Linked DNA regions of Oryctolagus cuniculus: region 1 is linked to region 2. A link is a contact called in public Hi-C data. All regions are on one chromosome and are shown on one strand. The core of a region is the stretch at or near the end of the contact, and the rest is flanking DNA. Distances in the headings are between cores, read along the strand shown.

Evidence for each region. Hi-C and Micro-C count contacts between places; a contact is called where the count stands out from the background.
Region 1: a contact with region 2 is called in a Hi-C map of psoas muscle, with 3 times the contacts expected there. The contact joins the promoter of TNFRSF19 here to the enhancer-like site in region 2. A contact is called at or near these places in 2 of 6 Hi-C or Micro-C datasets (ear pinna and psoas muscle).

Annotation. Positions count from the first base shown.
Region 1 is chr9:94,335,134-94,340,320 of mOryCun1.1, forward strand. It overlaps TNFRSF19 (TNF receptor superfamily member 19), which reads left to right and starts at 3,781. Exons shown (of 10, transcript XM_008259905.4): 1 at 3,781-4,283.
Region 2 is chr9:94,293,298-94,299,000 of mOryCun1.1, forward strand. No RefSeq gene overlaps it. Among named protein-coding and RNA genes, the nearest start is that of TNFRSF19, 43 kb to the right of the region's middle. Within about 2 kb of position 2,479, at least 1 of the 8 cell types and tissues checked has an H3K27ac peak or open chromatin away from gene starts, as enhancers often do.

The DNA of each region.
Region 1 (5,187 bases), core at 2,531-5,030, 43 kb after region 2:
ATTATTCATGCTGTGATTAGGTTATGAGGAGTAAGAGAGATTTGAACACAGATCTTAGACACACACACACACACACACATACCCAGAAGTATTAATATGAAGCAAATTCTAAAATTGTTCAATTTGATTTATGCAGGAAAGCTCAGCTTTCCTGATACAATCTTCTGGAAAGAAAGTTTAGAAAAGATGATGTCAGAAAAGAGTTCTAGATAATAGCAAAACCTTTGAAACTTGATGAAAAAAAATCATCCATGGTACCCAAACCTGCACCTTACAAGGGTAAGAATTCACCTGACCTACCTGTCGAGGCAAAGAAACCAAGGAAGCATGTCCCAGATGCTGGGGAGACAACATTAGACAGTGGCAGCTGAGGGCAACATGAGACCCCCTTGCCCCTCAAGGAGCTCAGGAAGTCCCCTCCATTCCTGGCCGTGCACGATTGAGATTTCCTCAGTCATACTGCTATGAAGTGCAGCACCAGTCTCCCCATTGGGAATCCGATGGTTGCCTCAGGGCCATTTCACATCCAAGTAGTTGAAATAAACCTGGCAAAGGGCGTAGGATGAGCTATGGTGACGCTGCACTAAAAATAGCTGACAACATACTGTAACTCTGTTATTAAAACAGATCATGGGGCGGGCGCTGTGACGTAGCAGGTAAAGTGGCCACCTGTGGTGCTGGCATCCTATATGGGTGCCAGTTCAAGTCCTGGCTGCTCCATTTCTGATCCAGCTCTCTATTAGGGCCTGGGAAAGCAGCAGAGGAAGGCCCAAGTCCTTAGGCCCCTGCACCTGTGTAGGAGTCTTAGAGGACGCTCCTGGCTCCTAGCTTCAGATTAGCCCAGCTGTGGTCATTGAGGCCATCTGGGGAGTGAACCAGTAGATGGAAGAACTCTCTCTCTCTCTGCCTCTGCCTCTGCCTCTCTGTAACTCTGCCTTTCCAATAAATAAATAAATAAATAAATAAATAAATAAATAAATCTCTAGAGAAAAAGATCATTACAATCACACGTGAGCCACATAACGGCATTTCAGTCAACAAGGGGCCACATATATGACAGAGGTTTCATAAGATTGTAATAGAACTGAAAGATTCCTATTGTCTGATGATGCCATAACTGTTATAACATCACAGGCCAAGGCTTTCCTCACAAGTGTGTGGTGAGCAGGTGTAAACACACCTAATCCACTACCAGTCACATAAAAAGTAAAGCCCAGACAGTATATACAACATATAATTCTTCATAATGATAACAAATGGTTGTGTTACTGGCTTACATGTTTGCTATACCACACTTTGTGTTTTATTTAGAATGTATTCCTTCTACTTCTAGAGTGAAGTAAAAAAAAAAAAAAATCAGTTGTAAACAGCCTGCTGTGTGGTGCCAGTGGCAGCCCATACCACATCTCCTGATGGCATCATTTTCTCTACTTCTCCATTTAATGTTGGGCTGGTGTGTTCTTTATGATGCTAGGAGCAATAGCTATGCCATATAAATAAATAGCAGGCTACCCCATCTAGGTTTATGCAAGGACACACAATGATGTTCACACAACAACATAACCTAATGATGTCTCTTCCAAAGTACCCGTGTGGTTAAGTAACGCCTGCATAGTGGCATATTTCTTATCACCATAGTATCAGATTTAATCTCACTAATCTGAGCTCCTTAAAGAGGAAAGCAAAAAGCTCTGCAGTATCTCTCATTCATGGTGCTGTTCAGAGCAACAATGGTCCAGGCCACTTCTTACAATGAAGGCAGCTCAGTTGGTTGAGTGCAGTGCTAATGAGCTGGGGGTCAGGAGGTCACCACTCCGTGGAGGCCAGTCTTTAGTCATTCTCTGCTCCCAGTGACAGATGGGGCCTTCAGCTCAGTCCCCTTTCATCTCCCACGTGGGGCATTCCTGGCCGCAAGAGGGCCAATATAAAATAATTTGCAGCAACTAGGTGAACAAATGCTCCCACTGGAAGGGACACCACCTTGCCAGTTGAGCCTTGAACTCAGATCTTGCTTGGTGAGATTCGTGTAATTTGGGGGCTGTTTGATTAGTGTTCACCGGAGTCCCTGCTTTCACATGCCTTCTGTGAGCTTCCAGCACAACGACGAGCTCCCTAAATCAGAGCCTCACCTATTTCTGTCGGTATTGAACTCTGTCAAGACATAGATTCCCTCGCTTATCCAAAGACCTGGGTGTTGTGAGAGATCAGTGTACCAGAACCTCTACTCGAGTGCAGGATGGTAGAATATCTCCCCTCTCCCCCAAAAAGAATATGGATCCCAAGCTGTGGGCAGGGTTTTAGACTACCTCTGAAAAGAAATGGGCAGCTGGCCTCTGGGAAATATTTTGTCCTTGCAAATATTTTTGTGTATTCGTGAGTTCAAGGAGCCCAAGAAACTTGGCATCCAGGTGTCACAGGGTCTTTCCCAGTCAGCTTCGAGGAAGTCATAAAGCATCACACCTGCCAGTATCGACGCCATCTGAGCTCTGTGCATCTTTGAGACACGATCTAACAGGTGGAAAAATTATAAAAGAAACCCTGAAGATTAGACTGTTTAAGTGTTATACTGAACCCATGAGCCATGCAAACCAAATATTTTGCTATTTAATTTTTTTCAGGAATCATAGAAATCTGGAAATAAACACACCGTAAACTACATTTTCAAATATCACATCAGGAAACATCAGATGAAACCAATTAGGGAAGGACATTTACACAAAGAAAGGTTAAATTCTGTGCTCTAAGTTTTGCAAAAAATATTTTAACTGACCTTCTAAAAGCTGATGTTTCCATTATAAAATAGAGAATTTTCCCTCCTTCCAGAACAGTCTGGAATTCAGAAATGCCCTGGATCCTGCACTGCAAAGAAGATGAAATTTCTTCTTATCTTTTATTTTATTAAATACTGAAAACAAAATACCTTTTAATTAAATTTGTAATTATTAAGGAAAAATCATAAGAGGTCCTAGATAATGTGCATTAGATTTAATTTTAAAATATGGACAATTAGGCTAAGGTGGTGTGGCTTTTTTTTTTTAATTTATTATTGTTTTGTTTTAGTGAGTTTGGGAGAAATGGTTCTAAAAGGCCAGGAACACAGACTTATGATCCTGAGACGAGGGCTTTTCTCAGTGTGATTCTTTTGTGAATTTGGAGATACTCAAGAAGTGTTAATGAATTACCACTAACATGTAGACACGTTAAAATCTAGTTTCCCAAATCCCAAAGTAGAAAGGAGATTAACTTCGAATACAGCCTCTGGATATGCAGGAAGGGAGAAGTCAGCGGCTGTTTGATGAACTGCCCAATCTACTGCTTAACCACTTTAATGAGAACACCTCTGCTTGGTTGGTAGTCAGGTCTTAATAGTTTACATTTCAAGGAAGAGACAGTTTACTGGAAATCCTTAAATACTCGTCCCATTGGGAACAATAACAACAACAAAATGTTAGCCTGATCCTCTGGCGGAGTAGTCTGGGTGTCTTAGGGGACAGCCTTAGTTTGCTATTTATTCTGAAAATCTGGCAACCAGTCTTTGCGGGGAAAGCGTGATTTTTATCAGTGAAAAGGCCTTTAAACGCTGTCATTTGGGACCCCCATCTATCAAGGATCTTATCGCCCAAAGAACTTCCCGCAGCAGTGGCTGTCCATTGCAGTCAGAGACAGATAACAGAAACTGTCCTGCGTGAGGCACAATAGTCTAACATGATTAGCAATCAGGCGAGCGCTGGTTCCTCTGCAGCTCCACTCCCCCACAGGCTGAATTCCAGCTCTCCTGCCAGTCCCACGGCGGCGCTGAATGATGTCATGGGATCTGCAGCTCAGGGAGATGAAAGGGGTAAGGCAGAGCCCGCTGGCACTGGGAAACGCTTCCAACACACAATCCACCGCGCAGCTTGGGAACCGAAAGGCTACGGATCGGGCCACTCAGCTCGGGCACTGGCGAACCACCCGCAGGGCCTCGCTGCAGGGCAGAGGCGGAGGACGGCGTGACCCCGGGTTAACAAAAGACCGTGCGGGCTGGGAGGCCGGAGGGCCCTTACCTGCCCAGGGCGAACTCTCAGGATAGCCAGCGTATGCATGAACTCAGCTCGGTCTTTGATGTTCAGCAACTGATCACTGATCAGATTACAGGCATTTCATCTCTCAGCTCGTTTGCCTTTGATCTGCATGGTTAATTTCATTTTCCTGGATGTGAAGTTTCGTCCGGGCTTGTGCTGACACACATTTTTTGGGGGGACGGCGTAGACGCTCTGCCAAGGAGAGACTGAGTTGCTGGAAGGGTGAGTGCACGTTGCAGGTACCGCATTTTGCTGTTCTCACGTGTCCTAAGAGGGGAGGGGGCATATTTTTAATCGACCACGCACCAGCATTTCCATAGTCGGACACTACGTGATGCTGCGTGTGTGTGTGTGTGTGTGTGTGTGTGTGTCGAAGACAAGATGCGGTTTTAGTAGCTTGTTCAGGACGCCGTGCGATCTGTCGTGCAAATGTTACTTGGAACTGAGTTGTTCAGACAGGACAAAACAGAGCAGTGCTAACTTTAGCAGGCAGCCAGTGAGTGCCTCGGCCCCTGAGATCTGCCAGCTATAATTGCCCCCAAGTATTTACACGGTGCTTTATTTAGTAAACAGCCGAACTTCACTTGAAACGAATGCTTTTCTTATTTTCTCCCATAAAAGAGTAACAGCAGGGCCGTTTCTTTAGTTTATTTATTCTCTCACCTCCAAGATGTAAATCCATCAAATACATTTCCTTATACAGTTTGTATACTCTAGGGATTCCCTGAAAAGGCATTTCAGTATGATTAAAGCCTTTTATGTGTAAGACCCAAGAATTTAAATATAAGGAGGGTAAAGTTACACTGAGTTTGGCTAAAAATACTCTAGTGAATTTTTTTGTAACCTCTGGAAATAGCATAGCCTTATTTACAAGACTAATAAGTGAACATTTATTTTAAAGTTATAGTGACAGTTGAAAACTGAGTAACCAACAGTTATTATGTTACAGAAAGTATTTCAGTAACATTTTTACTTGAGTTAGTGAGCTGCACATCCAAACCAAATTATATTGCTGTGTTGAATTTCAAAGTTAACTGTTTACTTCTTTGTCAATTCAATGATACAGAAAGAGAGAGTAAAATCTTTACATGAAATGCAAAAACTCAGTACAGAGGAAAAGAGAGAA
Region 2 (5,703 bases), core at 1,229-3,728:
TTATGGCAAGGGGTTGACGTTTTCAGAGCGGAACTCCAAGCAGGCTGATGGCAGGTGTGCAGAGAGAGGAGACACTAGCAAGGGGAGAACTTACACAGGTACTGAGGTTGTTTTGTGGACATCCTGCACTGGTGACCTCAACTGGAGGACAGGGGTGTGGATTTAACAACAATTAAGGGAAGAATCTCAGAAGTTGACAACTCGTCGAGTGTCAGAGAGGACCATCAGGGAGGTGCCCATGGGAGTTACCAGGAGGACAGGGGCATCAGCCCCTAGAACAAGAAAGTCCAAAGAAAAGCGTGGTGTTTGAAGGAACAGTACACATGGATGAGACTGCTAGAAGACAGCATATTTGGATGTGTTTAATCTGATTACCGGTGGAACATCCAAGTAGAGATGTACAGCGTGCAGTTTAAAATGACTCCTGATGGGACCGGCTCTGTAGCACAGTGGGTTAATGCCACAGCCTGAAGCGCTGGCATCCCATATGGATACCAGTTGAAGACCCGGCTGCTCCACTTCCAATCCAGCTCTCTGCTGTGGCCTGGGAAAGCAGTAGAAGATGGCCCAAGTCCTTGGGCCCATACACTGGCGTGGGGGACCAGGAAAAAGCTCCTGGCTCCTGGCTTCAGATAGGCACAGCTCTGGCCATTGCAGCCAATTGGGGAGTGAACCATCGGATGGAAGATCTCTCTCTCTCTTGCTCTTGCTCTCTCTCTCTCTCTCTCTCTCCCCTTTTCTCTCTAACTCTGACTTTCAAATAAATAAATAAATCTTTTAAAAAAAATGATTCCTGAAACACAGGGGAATCAAAAATCCTCAAAATCGATCCTTGGTTCAGGGGTGAATTTCCACTCAATCTTCAAAAGCCAGCTCAAGGTTTCCTCCTCTGTGAGAGCATTGCGTTGTACCCTCCCTCGCAGCATGTATCCAATTGCACTGTTTGTTTACACAGCCGTCTCCTGAACTGCTTTGGAAAGTAGCAGTCTCATTTTTCATCTCGGTACTTGGGCTTGGTGCTATTCCGTCCAGTTGATCAACAGATATAAATATAATTTCTGAAGTGCCGTTAGCTTAAATCATGGAGATCTTGGAAGTCCCAAGGAAGAGTGGAGAAAGAAAGGAAAGAAAAGACCAAGGATAGATTTCCTCCCTGGTAGACACCTCCATTTAAAGAATAGGAGAAAGATGAAAACAGAGAGGTCATGGAGAGCGGATCCTGCCACATCAGATGAAACGAGGGGTCCCTGGTATCACATGCTGCAAGAGGGACAGGGATAAGACACACGCACACACACACACACACACACACACACACCTGTGGGCACCAGGCACACCTGCAGCTGACTGGGTGAGAAACAACAGGGAAGTAACCCATGGCCACCACATCTTAGCAGGCCAGCTAGCATCAAGCCAATGGTGTCCATACAGTCACATCTTTTCGAGTTTTCAGAGAAAACCATCATGCAGATATATATGCAAATATTAAACCTTATAACAAACTCAAGTTTAAAAAAATTAAACATAAGACAGTCAACATTATGTGGGTCAAACAAATCCCTCCTGACCTGGAGGCATCTGGTTTACCTCCTCCAGCGTAGACACATGAAACCATGTGGAACCCACTCTGGCCAAGCCATGATGTAGGTGTGTAGGAAATGAGGCACAATGCAAGGAAATCCACACTGCATTACCAGGTTGTCTTGCCTTCCTGAACTGAAAATGGCCAACACGGAGAGACGCTGCCCCCAGGACACTTGCTCAGAACAGCACGGGTAGCTCCACTTACTGGTTTGTGGCAAACTCAGTGCATAGGGACAACAAAAGTCATTGTCGCTCCAGGAGCCTCACCTCCACCACGGTGGCCAGAGTTCTGTGACAGGATGTGGTCAGGTGAGGTCATCCCCATTAGCACAGTGTTGTTGCTACCCGGGGTGTCCTTGGCAGGCCTATGGCAGTCCAGGTAGATCCTTTCAAACCCCGAGGGGATTTTTTTTAATTGACTGTGGCTTTCTGGGAAGCACCCTCCCCCCCACTCCGGAGAACCTCAGGAGACAGAAAACACAGCAGCTCAGTCACCACCTTCATTTAGCAAATGCTCACTATGGCTCAATCTATCCTGTGAGGTTAGCCTTGCCTTGCAGAGAGCCAGAGCATCTGCGTGTTTTCCCTGCGTGGAGAGTGAACTGGGTTATGGGCAAGTTGTTCAACCTTTCCAGGATTTGGTTATCTCATCAGGTGAAATGGAACCAAAAATAATAACAAGGATAAGGCCTGGCCCAGGAGGTTTCATGTGCTTATCGTACTCGAGCACAAAATTGAGTGTGCATGTGCGTGTGTGTAGCCATACCACACACAAGTGAAAAAAATTTAAAAGCAGATTTTTTTTCTCTTGTCTTTCAGTCCATTATCTTCAGATGAGAGGATGGACTGACATCACAGACGCTGCTTCAATGAGCTGTTTACAACCTCATTCCTCACCTCCTTGGAGACATCCATCAGGGCCTCACTTCAAAGGCCGTGCTATTTAAAGGTTATGAAGTCTCTTGTTGGAAAGCTCCAGTAAACAGCATCTTATTTCACCAACCATTTCTGGAAAGTTACTTCAGAGCTGTTCAAGATGGCACAGGACAATCCTGTTTCACTCAAAAGCAGGAAAGAGCAATAGAATGACTGTGGGTTGAGATGGAACAGTATTGCCAAAACACTTTTGAAGCCTCTGGCTCAGGACTGAAACCTGATGGTGGTAATTTTCATGTTCGGGAGCGCTAAGTACAATGTAGCAGTTCCAAAATTCTCTCACTGCACAGTGAATTCTTTCAATCTTTAATCTTTCCTACTGCTTTAATGCATGGATTTGTTTGTTTTGTAATCATTTTCCTTAAAGACACTCTATGATTATTTGACTACCATGCCCATTCTTGCAATCCTTGGGATTTTTACAAACTACCTGTCAAAGGCAATCTCTAGGCTCCTTCTGCCAAAAGAGAATAATGGGATTAAAAGCCCACACACATGCAAGGAACATCTAGGAATATAGAGGAGTCCAACTGGATGCATACAAAGTAGAGGATCAACACATCAAATAGAGTGTGGACCTGAGCCCATTCCACTTCCAGGCTTGTGGGTTTCCAGCACCTTTTCCCTCCAGCTGGTGCTGCTGGTGGCAAAGAGCAGGTCTTGGGTGGCCCTGGAGACCCTTATCCCCTCTTAGGGAACTGGACTGGGGCAGAGAACGAAGTGAGCGCTGTCTCGTCCCTCCACCTGGAAGGAAGTATTCTTGCAGGCGCACAAGAACATTGACGTGACACGCAAAACTCTTCTGCTCTTAGACTACCACCTGCTACCTCCACCTCTACCAGGCCTTGGGTTCCAAAGCCAGGGATTGTCTTCGCAGTGACGCGGCTCCCGTGGTGGACGGGAAGGCATCAGGGGTTGGTGACTGCAGCTGCCGAGAGCGGTTGGCCTTGGGACTCTTCCATGTTTCTCATTTTGTATTTCCACATTAAAATGCTTAAAGTAGAGAGAAACAGTCAGATTTCCTATTAACCACAAGTTTTCATAATCAAAATTGTGATATGGTTTAACTTTATATAGAGAGTTTTTAAAGTAAAGGATGGGACACCAGTGTTTGGTCTGCCAGAGAAGACCCCTTCCCCCCACCATGTCTGACATCAGAGAACCTGGATTTGATTCCTGGCTCTGGTCCTGACTCCAACTTCCTACTAATGCAGACCCAAGGAGGCCGCAGTTACAGCTCCCGCAGTTGGGTTCCTGCTACCCACTGGGAGTCTCAGATTGAATTCCCTGCACTCAGCTTTGACCCTGGCCCAGACTTGGCTCTTGGGTGGCATTTGGGGAGTGAAGCAGGAATGGGAGTTTGCTCATCTCCCTACCTCCACTCTCAAATGAAAAGGAAAAGTGACCTCTACAATATCGCTTTTGCTAATATTATATAGAGAGTTTGTGTAGTTCTTAACAGAAGGCAAAGCACTTTCCAACATTTTAGATCTTGTGAGCCTAGAATTGAGATAGCAAAACAGATACCATTATCATTATTACTATGATGACAATGACTATTATCTTTGACAAGGATACCGAGGGTCAAAGAAGTCTACAACTGAAAAATGTCAGAACCATTAGCTTTTTTTAAAGGTTTATTTTTTTGAAAGTCATAGTTACACAGAGGAAGAGAGAGGGAGAGAGAGAGATCTTCTGTCTTCTGATTCACTCCCCAAATGGCCACAATGACAGGGGCTGGGCCAGACCAAAGCCAGGAGCCAGGAGGTTCTTCCAGGTCTCCCACGTGAAAGCAGGAACCCAGGCACTTGGGCCTTCCTCCACTGCTTTCCCAGGCACATTAGCAGGGAGCTGGATCAGAAGTGGAGCAGCCAGGACTCAAATCAGAGCCTATATGGGATGCTGGCATCGCAGGCGGCGGCTTTACCCACTTTACCCGCTACACCAGAGCACCGGCCCCTGTCAGAACCATTACTATTCTGATGTTCTAAAACAGTCTTCTTTCAACACTACCCTATGTCAATTTTTGAACAATTATCCTTATTATTCCTGTTCTGAAAAGCCATGGACAGGTTAAGCTTCTTGCCACTCAAACTCAAAGATAAATCGGTTTCTCTGGAAGCCTGGGTAGACTAGAATGCTATTGGCATTCGGTATACCTGACATACCATTGAACTGGGTACAAGGTTCTCCATGTAGCCACCTCAGGGTCCCAGAGCTGCAGACAGAGCTTATGAAGCTAGCGCAGTTTTCTCTCGTACAGCCGGTGTTCTCTGCCAGCCCGCTAGCCCCTGAACCTAACATCGCACCTGGTAAAGGAACGGCACTGTGCATTCTTATTGCAGAAATACCCTGTCTTGCAGAAATACGGTGTCTTGTCCTCAACGCTCATCAATGATGGATTGAAAAGCCCTAACAGGGGATATGCATCCCTGAATACCCCAAGATGCAGCTTCCGTTAGCAGACAGACACACACTGACTTCCCTACCCTCTTCAGGCTGATTCGCATTCCTCTGCTGCACAGGAATCCTATTCGCACCACTCTGAAGCTCGGGCATGGATCTGAATTGTCCCAGAACTGTCTTGTTTCCCTCTGTTCCTTTGCCTTGGTGGTGATTTTGCTGACTTGATTCTTTATTAAGCCACATTTCGATAAACAAACTGCCCTTATTCACTCAGGGCAAAACAGAAACTAGCAAGTGGAAGTCCTGGATTCATGTAAACTAACCCAAAGTTGGGGCTTCCCGTGAGCTTTTAACAACTAGCACGAGGCTACACAATTATCCATTTCCCATGATGCCACTTTTACTGGCACTAATAACAAAAAAACTGGCATCTGTAATTCGTTGTTTTCAAGTATGCCATTTTATATCTGAAAAATTGTAGTATCCACTGGTGGGCGGAGTCCTGGAACCCATCCTTTGCAGAAATGGAGGGATGGCTGCTTTTATTTTAAAGATTTATTTTCATTTATTTGAAAACAGAGTTACAGAGAGAGAGAGAGAGACAGAGAGAGAGGTCTTCCATCCGCTAGTTCACTCCCAAATTGGCCACAACAGCTAGAGCTGCGCTGATCTGAAGCCAGGAGCCAGGAGCTTCTTCCAGGTCTCCCATATGGGTGCAGGGCCCCAAGGACATGGGCCATATTCTACTGCTATCCCAGGCCATAGCAGAGAGCTGGA